Regions from separate parts of the Ovis aries genome. Here region 2 is linked to region 1. A link is a contact called in public Hi-C data. All regions are on one chromosome and are shown on one strand. Each heading gives the region's core, a stretch centred on a gene start, on an enhancer-like site or on the middle of the called end of the contact. The rest is flanking DNA. Distances are from core to core; before and after follow the strand shown. Region 1 holds the start of PCM1 (pericentriolar material 1). Region 2 overlaps PDGFRL (platelet derived growth factor receptor like).

Region 1 (5,816 bases), core at 324-2,823:
TAAGTTTTTGTTACCTAAATAATGTACTTAAAAATGTATGACGAAGTGTCAAAGATCACTGCACTGAAATTGAACCTAGATTCAGTTCCAAATTACAGTAGCAGGAAGGGCTTTATTTATCTGAATTATGTATTGACATGCAGTTCTACTAATCTGTTTTGCGAACAATTTTTATTGGTGACTGAGCGCCCAAGAATTGATGCTTTTGAACTGTGGTGTTGGAGAAGACTCTTGAGAGTCCCTTGGACTGCAAGGAGATCCAACCAGTCCATTCTGAAGATCAGCCCTGGGATTTCTTTGGAAGGAATGATGCTAAAGCTGAAACTCCAGTACTTTGGCCACCTCATGCGAAGAGTTGACTCGTTGGAAAAGACTCTGATGTTGGGAGGGATTGGGGGCAGGAGGAGAAGGGGACGACCGAGGATGAGATGGCTGGATGGCATCACTAACTCGATGGACGTGAGTCTGAGTGAACTCCAGGAGTTGGTGATGGACAGGGAGGCCTGGCGTGCTGCGATTCATGGGGTAGCAAAGAGTCGGACGCGACTGAGCGACTGAACTGAACTGAGAACAATTTGCTCTTGGAACTCAGGTGCGTATTCTTCATTCCTCCTACCCTTATCTTGCTTAAAACAAAACTATCCCGCATCTGCAAACTGTCGAAAAATAAAATGCTCTCGTACGCAAGAAAAACTGAGCAATGTTTAAAGCTTTCAGTTAGTCACACCGAAGACCTTAACTATCACTTTACTCATTTTGGGGGGTTTACGAGAGAACCTGTCAATGTATTACTAACCTTAACAGTGTCGCTGGTGAGAGAAGAGAGTATATACACAGGGAATTCAGAGACTATAGTTTCAGATAACATTTCTTGAGATTCAATTTTGATGAAAATCATCTGGCTCTTCTAAGACCAGCAGGGCATGAATTCAAGCTGGCATTAATTACTGACTGATGATGCTCCCACTGACCAAATGGACGATTTCGGCTAATAAACTTGCGTGGGTTTATCTCCTCAGGTGTAAAATTAGGCCCAGATTGTAAAGGCCCTTTTGGTTCCATCCATTCCCGACCCACATATGGGTGGAGAGCGACCCCAGTTTCTGGTCTCTCTCCTTCTTCCGACACTTCCAGGGGCTGACATCTCCCTCCCCATCCCCCGCCCCAAGGAAAACGAGATCGCGCCTCCGCTCCTTTTCCATCTGCCAAGGCCGGTCTCCAACCACTTCCTCAGAGGCCTCGCCCTCCTTGTGGAGGAGCCGGAAGTGCACAGCATGCTGGGATTCGTAGTCACATCCGTCTCGGCGAACGAGCGGGAGCGTGTAACCCGAGATCGAGCTGGCATTCTGGGATATGTAGTTTCTGGTGGTTCGTTTGTAGACTCGACACCGGGCTCCGGAGCGCGAGGTGACACCACCGACTCCAGCGGGTCACATGACTCCGGTCTAGCGCGCGGATCGCACTGCGGCTCCCGCCCGGGCGAGTTTCGCCCCCGTGCGGCCGTTGCCGAGGAGACGGCGCATGTCTCCCGGCGCGTTGCCCCCTCTGCAGTCCCCCCGCCCCTCTTCTCCCACCACAATGAGATCCTAAGATGGCGGTGGCTGCGGCGGTTGGCGCTGAGGAGCTGAGGTAGACGAGGCGGCCATTGGGCCCTTAAGCAGCCAGGGAACTTGGGGCTTCTCCCTGCTGCGGTCTCTAAGGGCGGCCCGCTGCCGGTGGCGGGTCTCGGGGGCGCTGACCGCTACTCTGCCTTTGGCAGGAGCGGCTGCTTCGTTTACAGGTAATGCCTGCGTGTTCCCAGCCCTTGGCAACCGAGGGCAGAGCGGCGCCGGGGCGGGAGAGCAACGGCCCTGGGACACTTGATCCTGGAGAGCCTGGCCTCAGGCCCGCGCCTCTGGTGGGGCTCGTTGCTGCTTGCTTCCCGTCCCCTGGGCGGGCCGATTGCCCCTTCCCCCGGACCGAGCGATGCTGATCTTGGGGTGAGCATCTAGGGACGCGTCGGCGACTGCAGGACCCCCTGGTTGCCTCCCCGCCCCTCTTGCTGGCCCCGGGGAGGAGGCCGCCCTGGGGACTCGGGCGCCCCAGGAATGTCCCTCGCAAGTAGAGGAAGCGGCGTCGGGGTTACGGTTTGGTTGGGAGGGGGCGTCTCGTTTTCCATAGCAAGGAGCCTTAGTGGGCCATAATCTGCGCCTCTTCTACCCTACCGCCCAAATTCCGTTCCGTGGGGCTCTCGAGCTCCAGAATTTGGAGTGGAGAAGAGCGGGTTAGGAGCGATGCGACTTTGGGGTTGGGCCGTGAGCGGCAGGATTGACGCCGTCCCGGGCGTTTTAGAGCAGAAGGGCCGGGGGAGGCGTTCCTGACTTTGGGGTTCCTACTGGCGAGGCGAATGCTAATTTCACCGCGCTTCCCTCCGCCCTCCCGCGGCGCCCCTTCGCCATCCCTTACTGCAGGTCCAGTTTGGATGGGCGAAATACTAAAGGCCAAATGGATTCGAGGAACGTTGCTTGCTCTGCAGAAACGAGTGTTTGGGGATTAGGTCGTAGGCCCCGCTGGGGAGGCGGGGCCTCCAAACTTTTAAGCCCCGCGGCTCATTCCTCTAGAGCTCATCCTATCTTAGGGGGGGGGTATATATATATATATATATATATATATATTATATATTTCACCAATTCGAGGTCTGTGGCGGGGGCTCTCCGGGTGACGGATCGTGTTTTGACGCTGGAGGAAGCGGGGTTTCTGGGCGCCCCTTCCACCCCCGCCCCATAACTGCCTTCCAGACTCCGCCTTGTGCTATTCTCTGGTTACTGGAGTGGGTGGTGTGTAAAGCTCTGGGTGCACCTGCTTCTTTCTTTCCCTAACACCTTCCCAGATAGAGCCGCTAGAAACCATTGTAATTCTGAGTTTTTGAACTGAAATGTAAACCTTGCGTTTCTGTAGTGACAGTTATTTTTTAACGAAGTTGCTAGCTTTTAAATAAAAAAATGTCCTCATCAACGGGGATGCAAAGTTCTGGAATAGTTTTGCGTGACAGGAAGTTAATGACTGGGTCAATCTGAAAGAGTAATCTTTTGCTTCGATTTTAACATTGATGGAGAAATTTGTATGATGATTGCATTATAGTGTTTTTACATTATAATTTCATTGTATTCCCAAGTAGATATTAAGGTATCACAGTGCTGTTTGGTAGGCTCTTAACAGGTTTGGAGGATTTAAACCTGTTGATTGCCTTGTTTTCCTAAAGAATTAAAGTACGTTGAATTTAAAATATTGATTAATTGGATTTTTCCTTTTCTGTTGATTTTCTGAGCACACTTTAGGTTATAAATACTATTTGGTATTCTGTACATCACAGTGAAATGGGCTAAAATGATTTTCTTTTTTTTTAAATCATAAGCACACAACAGCTTTGAAGTGTGAAGCAGGAAGGGAGCTGTTTCTGAGCTACGAAAACTAGATTTTAAACAGGTAATTTGACATCATTGCATATGTTATTGGCTTTTGTGTTCCATTTGAAGAAGACTTGATGCTGAATACTGTTATAAAATACCAGTGCCTGTAGTAAACCAACGGCCTAGGTTTGCTGCCCTGTTTGGCCTGCTTTTTGGTGTGCCACTTTGGTCTGTCTTCATACTTTCGTTTGAAAAGAGCCATGTCATTCGTAATTACTAAATGCTGCGATAGTTTATGTAACATTTTTAAAAATGTCTTTGTCTTCACAGTTTCTTCATCTGCTCATTTGAGTTTGAATGTTTCCTGTAGCAACTATTTGGATAGCCTCTTGTTCCCAATTCATTTACTCTTAAGTCATCTGGTACAACTTTTCTATTAATTGGCTGTTCTTATTTTTTATTCACAAACTCCTCTACGTTTTGAGCTTATGTATACTGTCGATTGAAGTTTGTTAGTTTCAGTTGTCTAAACTTACTTTAAACTTTAGTTTCTATACACAGGGCATTCTCAAATGCTGGTTACGTAAAGATACTCTCTGACCAGCAGAAGTCAAGTTCAGTTCACTGAGGGAAAGTTAAGAAATTGTTTGTTAAGGACAATTTAGAAATTAAATGACTAGAGCATGAGGATTAGAAGAAATTTTTGTTAGAACCGTTTTAGCAATAATTACTCTTTTAAAGATTTCAGACAATTTAGTTCTCCTGTTAAAATTTTGAAGACAGCCTAAGTCTCAAAATATGATGAATATATCCTTGCTTTCTAGGAAGGCAGACAAATCTTCAACACACTTATGCAATAGGTTATCATAAGAATATAGATTGGCCATTGATTTATATCTTAATTGTACTTCTTGGTATCTTTTTCTATTGGTTGAAAGAAAAATAGAACTCAAAGGAAATGTCAGATATGAGTCTGTGTTTTAGAGTCTTTAACACTGGAGTATTTGGTAAAATAAAAAGTTGTAAAATCAGTCACAAATAATTTTCCTTTTAACACTTTAGCGAAGATGGATAAAATAGAATAAAAATACAAAGCAGTTGAGTTAAACTTGCTTTAAAAGACCTTGGTTTTCTTAATAGGAGATTTGGCCATTTGTTGGAAAAGAGGTAAATGTATGAGATTTGGGAAAAATAGAGTGTTCAGAGTAATCACACTAGGGAATTTATTAAGAAGCCAGAAAAGGGTAACATAGCAGTACATTCATCATACAAATTTAACTGAGTGCATACAATGTGTGACTTCATGGCTACAAAGACCTAGAGATAGGGCAGTGAGCAAAACAGGTAAAGTGCCTTGCCTCAAGGAGTAAACCTACATTTTGAAAGTGTCAATGTGTAGTATACCTTAATAGTGGACACAGTCAATGCCATTTTATAATTTGACAGTTTTGAGAGTACAAACAGAAAGAACGAGAAATGAGGTTTATAAAAAATTGAGTTGATAAAATGGGCAAATTGATGAGGAGGCCAAGGATGCTAGCAAGGCATTTTTGGAAGTGGCATTCATGGGTTAAGTAAGAAAGTGAGAAGTGAATGGATTCTTGGAAAGGAAAATGATCAAGGGACAGGAGGTATTCAGCAGGGCCAAGGGGTAAATTCAGCAGGAATGAGCAGGTGAGACAAAACAGAATGCAAGGACTTAGGTTCAGAAAGAGGTATTTCAGAAGTTTAGGATGTTGAACAAATTATCTGTCCAGAGTAGAAATAGTATTGGAATAGAGCAGATGAGATGGATGTTGTAACTGAGGTCAGAGTCTTAGAAAAATCATTACAAATGCTCGGGTCATGAAAGCAGAGAGTAACGTGGAGAGTGAAAACCACAAGCCAGTTAAAAGTGTAAGACTGTCTTGGGGTGAACAGTAGGAAATGGTACCCAAGATAGGGGGAGTGGTGTTTTTGATGGTTAATTTGTTCAAAAGAGGAAGGCTAAGCATTGTTAAATAAGAATAGTCTGTAAATGATATTCTTTCCCCATGAATCTGAGAGACTAGGAAGAGTAACATCTAGAAAGGATTTCTAAGGAAATAGTGCTTTCAGAGTGGTTTGGGATTTTAATGAAGCCAAAGAAGTAGGAGGAATGTTTGGGAATAGATCAAGGTTGTATAATAGGGAGTGAGTTTGTAGTGGTCCAGTGGAAAGGAATCACAGGAAGAGCTGTTATGAGTGGAGAGTATGGGATGGAATGGCATTGAAGATTGGGATTGGTTATAGCAGGATGTATAGATTTGCCTAGGGAGGTATCAGTGACAAGGAAGTGACAGATTTCAAATATAAGCTGCAGAGAGAGGTTTTAACAAGCCGAATTTAGTTGACCTCAGGGTTCTCATTTGCTTTTGTAGTCAGCGAGGATATATTAAATTTTCTTGG
Region 2 (5,952 bases), core at 1,621-4,120, 340 kb before region 1:
GAATTGAGTGTAGTTGAAATTTCACACTGATTTAGGATAACTCTTTGGATATCAGAAAGTTAAAGCATTATCCTGGGATGTTTAGGAAGAGAACTCTGTCAGAGGACCATAAATGATGTCTCCTCCTAAAAGGTGGAGTTTGACCATCCCAGAGGATGGAGCCAAGCATCTCTCCTGAGAGGCTTCCTTCAGATCGGCAAACGCAAGTCATTAGAATGGCCACTAGATGGCAGCATTGAGCTGTGCTGCAACTGTCTTCCTGTCCCAGTAAAAGAGACATTTCTAATGAGGGATTTGTTGTTCAGTCGCTCAATCCTGACTATTTGCGACCCAATGGACTGCAGCACGCCAGGCCTCCCTGTCCATCACTGACTCCCAGAGCTTGCTCAAACTCATGTCCATTGAGTCGAACCATCTCATCCTCTGTCGTCCTCTTCTCCTCCTGCCTTCAATCTTTCCCAGCATTGGGCTCTTTCCCAATGAGTCAGCTCTTTGAATCAGGTGGCCAAAGGATTGGAGCTTCAGCATCAGTCCTTCCAATGAATATTTAGGACTTATTTCCTTTAGTATGTACTGATTGGATCTCCTTGCAGTCCAAGGGACTCTCAAGAGTCTTCTCCAGCACCACAGTTCAAAAGCATCAGTTCTTCAGCACTCCACCTTCTTTAATGGTCCAACTCTCATATCCATACATGACTACTGGAAAAACCATAGCTTTGACTCAACAGACCTTTGTTGGCAAAGTAGTGTTTCTGCTTTTTAATACGCTGCTAGGTTTGTCATAGCTTTTATTGCAAGGAGCAAGTGTCTTTTAATTTTATGGCTGCATTCACTGTCTGCAGTGATTTTGGAGCCTAAGAAAATAAAGTCTTTCACTGTTTCCCTTGTTTCCCCATCTATATGCCATGAAATGATGGGACGGGATGCCATGGTCTAATGAGGGATTAGGTGAAATAATTGTACTCTTTGTGCCTTCACACAAGTTCTCTCATCCTTTCAGGCAATTCAGCGGTCACAGTTTCAAGTTCTATGTTAATCAGTAAAGAATTCAATTTACCAACAAGCAAAAAGGGGTGGGCATTTTAAATATAAGCTCACACCATATAAGTTCATTGACAACTCTGAGTCCTTCTGAGTGAGGAATGTGCCGAAGAGTCTGTGTGTCCAGGCGCTGAAGCCAATTCAGACTTGAGTTTCTGACTCAGTCGATCCCAGCCGCTCAGATCTCCACTGTTCTTTTGAGATCAGAAGCAGCAAAGATATTTTTTGACAATAGTTGCTCTGTTTCCTGATTCCTCGTCCTTACCCATTTCCAGCTCTCCTGCTTTCCATGCACCTTCCCACCTCTCCCTTTCTTAATTTTGTTCCTCCCTTCCAACAAGGATTATTTTTTTGCATCTGTGGTGTTTAAGGTCCTGTGCTAGGCAGACACTACAGGTATGATGGTGAGCAAGATAAACAACCTGTATATTCGCACAGCTTTTAGTCTTAAAAGATGACAGACTGTTAAAAAAACAATTTTACTTTTTTTGCATTGTCTTTTTTTAATTGAAGTATAGTTGATTTACAATGTTGTATTTGTTTCTGCTGTAAAGCAAAGTGATTCAGATACACACACACACACACACACACACACACACACACACACACACATCCTTTTCTTATATTTTCCATGATGGTTTATCACAGGATATTGAATATAGTCCTTTGTACTATTCAGTAGGACCTTGCTGTATATCCATTCTCTACATAATAGTTTGCATCTGCTAATCTCAAACTTAAAAACCAAGTTTAACATACAGCTGTGTGAATGCCTTGCCTGCAGAAGTACAGGATCCAGGAGGAGAAAACTGGGGCTCATGTGTGAAGGCTGAGAGTTCTACCGGGTAATGAAGGGGCTAGAAGAGGAATGTCAGAAAGTTCCAGAATGGGGGAGCAGCACGAGGCGCTTCCTCTAGCTGAGAAAGTGTGCGGCCCCAGGAGCGCTGAATGGGGGTGCACAGATGGGGGGACTCTGGCCAGGGGAGGAGAAAGGAGGTGAGCAAGGTTGAGAGGATGCTGCCTGGTGAGCCAAACTCAGACCAGGGAGGGCTTTGTCTGCCATGCTGAGGATTTCGTGTGACGTCTCAGGGCCTTTGTGAACCATTAACTAAAACAGACACACTTAGAAAGCACAGAAGGGTATACAGCGTGGGGTGCGGGCTCTTCCGTCTCATGGCCTCCTAGGAAAAGACAGCATCACAGCTCAGGCTCAGGCGGACCCATCCACCCTGCAGCACCCTGACCTGTTTTCCAGCAACTGGGGTCTAGAGACATACCCTTGGAACTCATATGTATTTGTTATATATATGGTCTTCCCTGGTGGCTCAGACAGTAAAGAATCTGCCTGTGATGCCGGAGACCTGGGTTTGATCCCTGGGTCGGGAAGATCCCCTGGAGGAGGGCATGGCAACCAACTCCAGTATTCTTGCCTGGAGAATCCCACGGACAGAGGAGCCTGGTGGGCTACAGTCCACGGGGTCATAGAGAGTCAGACCTGACTGAGCAACTAAGCACAGCACAGCACATATATATATTAAATATTTGATTTTTGCTTCCATTTTGTTGATAATATAAAGAACATTAACAGAAGAATGTCCTGGACTGTGTGATGAAACCTCTGGTTGAGCGATTAACCCCATCCATTTCCATCTTCTCTGGAAACATTTCTTCAATCTTGTCAAAACACACTCGCTGAGTTTAGAGCCGGGGAATTCTTGGCACAGTACTGAGCCAAGGAAGAAAATAAGAAGCAGCTTAGGATAAGTGACCCAGAGGATGGCTGGGATACCAATCCATGCTGGGTAGGAGTGGGGAGACGCTGGAGATTTGGGCTAGACAGTGAGCAAGGTCACAGCAGTGAAAACAAGGCTGACTGGGGCGCCCATAAAGCAAGCTGAGGCTGCTGTCTGGAAAATCAGGTCCTGGCATCGTCTTTCAGGATGTCTCTGGTGTCTGGTCGGATGTTAGCATTTTTCAGTCAAGGACTGTAAGTTCGGAGGAGTGGGTGGAGAACAGGAGATCTCTTTGATGGCTGGTTCCTCTAAAAACAATAAATAGCTTCTGGAGAGAAGGGCAGGCATCTGGGTGTTGGCTTGGCCTGAGCCAGCAGCGGTTTATCCACCCACAGACGACACAAAGGGAGGGTGGACCGAGGAAGCGGACTGTGGGCTCCCGGCCAGTCTAATCCTGCTCCCAGAAGCCTGGAGGAGTGGTCTGGGGGCATTTCAAAAGAGAAAGATCTTAAGAAGTGTTCAGAAACAGCCCACTGTTGAGAAAGAATCTGCACAAGCTTGAGTAAATGTTGTCTTTTTTACTCTGGGCCTGCGCTGAGGAGGAGGTCTTTTGTTTTTCCCCTTCAGTTTATTTTGGTTTGATTTTTTTTTCCCTTTGATTTATTTTATTTTATTCCTCTATGTTTGCCAAACAGTTTGACACTTATATTTGGCAAACACAAAATCTACCACTTGAAGCATTTTTGCATACGCAGTTCCATGGGAGTGAATACATTCAAACTGTCGTGCACGTGTCGTTCTTAAAAATTTTTGATTGGAATATACTTGCTTTACAATGCTGTGTTAGCTCCTACTGTAGAGCAAAGTGCGTCAGCTACATGTATATATACATCCCCTCTGTTTTGGATTTCCTTCCCATCTAGGTCACCACAGAGCCCTGAGTAGTTTCCTGTGCCGCACAGCGGATTCCCATCTGTTATCTATTTTATACGCTTACACAAGTCTTTTTCAATTCAAACTCACGTTCCTTCAGTGCTCGTTTCACTTAATTTTCCGAGAACAGACGAGGTATTATGAGGTTCCATGAAAATCTTGGTGTCCCGACCCTTTGCTTTTGTGCTTGTCTGGAAGCACCCTTTGGGTCCAGTCTGCTGTGGAGGGATCGAAAGTCTGTGTTTCAGCCAAGCTCTGATATTTACCTTCAGATGAATTTCTACCCCCAGAAAGCCACTGGGTTCAAAACAAATGACTTATCCTGCCCTAGAGGTAGAGCCCTCTCTTCTCAGACTTGATGGCTCCAGCACCAGGCCTGCCAGCGTCTCCCCAGAGACGGATCGGTGGGGCGGGACGGGATGCGAGACTTCCCTGGGTGCACTCCTTGTTCCAACAGTGTTCAGGCTGCAGGAAAACATGGCCTGCTCCATTCAGGGCGTGAGTGGGGGCAGGGGAAGAAGAGAGCGCTGACAGAACCAGCCTCGATGTTGTCAGGATAGATGAGGTCACACAAGTGGAGCAGGGGCGCATGTGCTAAGCCATCTCAGTAAGGAGGAGCTATTTTTATTCCCAACACTGTACCCGAAGGAGGTAGATCACAAGAAAACAGCCAGGTTTTCAGGAAACTTGCCTTTAAAAATTGTTTCAGGCGTGTGTTTCCATCTCATACACACCCTCAACACCCATAACAACGCGGAACACCGCACTCACTGTCTTGTGGTACTGCAGCTGTCCTTAGGCTCCTGGTCATCATGGTGGGTTGAAGTACATTACTCAGTTTGAGGAGGTGGTGGCATGCAAGATCTAACTTCCCTGACCAGGGATTGAACCTGTGTCCCCTGCATTGGGAGTGTGGAGTCTTACCCACTTGACTGCCAGGGAAGTCTCTGATCTTATTTTAAGAGAACCGAAACATTTCATAGCAAGAAGAGATAAGAAAGCCTTCTTCAGCGATCAATGCAAAGAAATAGAGGAAAAGAACAGAATGGGAAAGACTAGAGATCTCTTCAAGAAAATTAGAGATACCAAGGGCACATTTCATGCAAAGATGGGCTCAATAAAGGACAGAAATGGTCTGGACCTGACAGAAGCAGAAGATATTAAGAAGAGGTGGCAAGAATACACGGAAGAACTGTACAAAAAGATCTTCATGACCCAGATAATCATGATGATGTGATCACCAATCTAGAGCCAGACATCTTGGATGTGAAGTCAAGTGGGCCTTAGAAAGCATCACTACGAACAAAGCTAGTGGAGGTGATAGAATTCTAGTTGAGCTGTTTCAAATCCTGAAAGATGATGCTGTGAAAGTGCTGCACTCAATATGCCAGCAAGTTTGGAAAACTCAGCAGTGGCCACAGGACTGGAAAAGGTCAGTTTTCATTCCAATTCCAAAGAAAGGCAATGCCAAAGAATGCTCAAACTACCGCAAAACTGCACTCATCTCACATGCTAGGAAAGTAATGCTCAAAATTCTCCAAGCCAGGCTTCAGCAATACATGAACCATGAACTCCCTGATGTTCAAGCTGGTTTTAGAAAAGGCAGAGGAACCAGAGATCAGATTGCCAACATCCGCTGGATCATGGAAAAAGCAAGAGAGTTCCAGAAAAACATCTATTTCTGCTTTCTTGACTATGCCAAAGCCTTTGACTGTGTGGATCACAATAAACTGTGGAAAATTCTGAAAGAGATGGGAATACAGACCACCTGACCTGCCTCTTGAGAAATTTGTATGCAGGTCAGGAAGCAACAGTTAGAACTGGACATGGAACAACAGACTGGTTGCAAATAGGAAAAGGAGTACGTCAAGGCTATATATTATCACCCTGCTTATTTAACTTCTATGCAGAGTATATCATGAGAAACGCTGGACTGGAAGAAACACAAGCTGGAATCCAGATTGCCGGGAGAAATAGCAATAACCTCAGATATGCAGATGACACAACCCTTATGGCAGAAAGTGAAGAGGAACTCAAAAGCCTCTTGATGAAAGTGAAAGAGGAGAGTGAAAAAGTTAGCTTAAAGCTCAACATTCAGAAAACGAAGATCATGGCATCCGGTCCCATCACTTCACGGGAAATATATGGGGAAACAGTAGAAACAGTGTCAGACTTTATTTTTTGGGCTCCAAAATCACTGCAGATGGTGACTGCAGTCATGAAATTAAAAGATGCTTACTCCTTG

The links. A called contact is a pair of places that touch in the nucleus more often than the background predicts.
Region 2: a Hi-C map of omental adipose tissue shows a contact between it and region 1, with 3 times the contacts expected there. The contact joins the enhancer-like site here to the promoter of PCM1 in region 1. A contact is called at or near these places in 7 of 16 Hi-C or Micro-C datasets (hypothalamus, liver, muscle and 3 more).

The regions. Positions count from the first base shown.
Region 1 is chr26:18,513,150-18,518,965 of ARS-UI_Ramb_v3.0, reverse strand. It overlaps PCM1 (pericentriolar material 1), which reads left to right and starts at 1,573. Exons shown (of 40, transcript XM_060407013.1): 1 at 1,573-1,780; 2 at 3,395-3,465.
Region 2 is chr26:18,852,114-18,858,065 of ARS-UI_Ramb_v3.0, reverse strand. The region is part of intron 2 of PDGFRL (platelet derived growth factor receptor like); the gene reads left to right. Among named protein-coding and RNA genes, the nearest start is that of PDGFRL, 38 kb to the left of the region's middle. Within about 2 kb of position 2,870, at least 8 of the 54 cell types and tissues checked have an H3K27ac peak or open chromatin away from gene starts, as enhancers often do.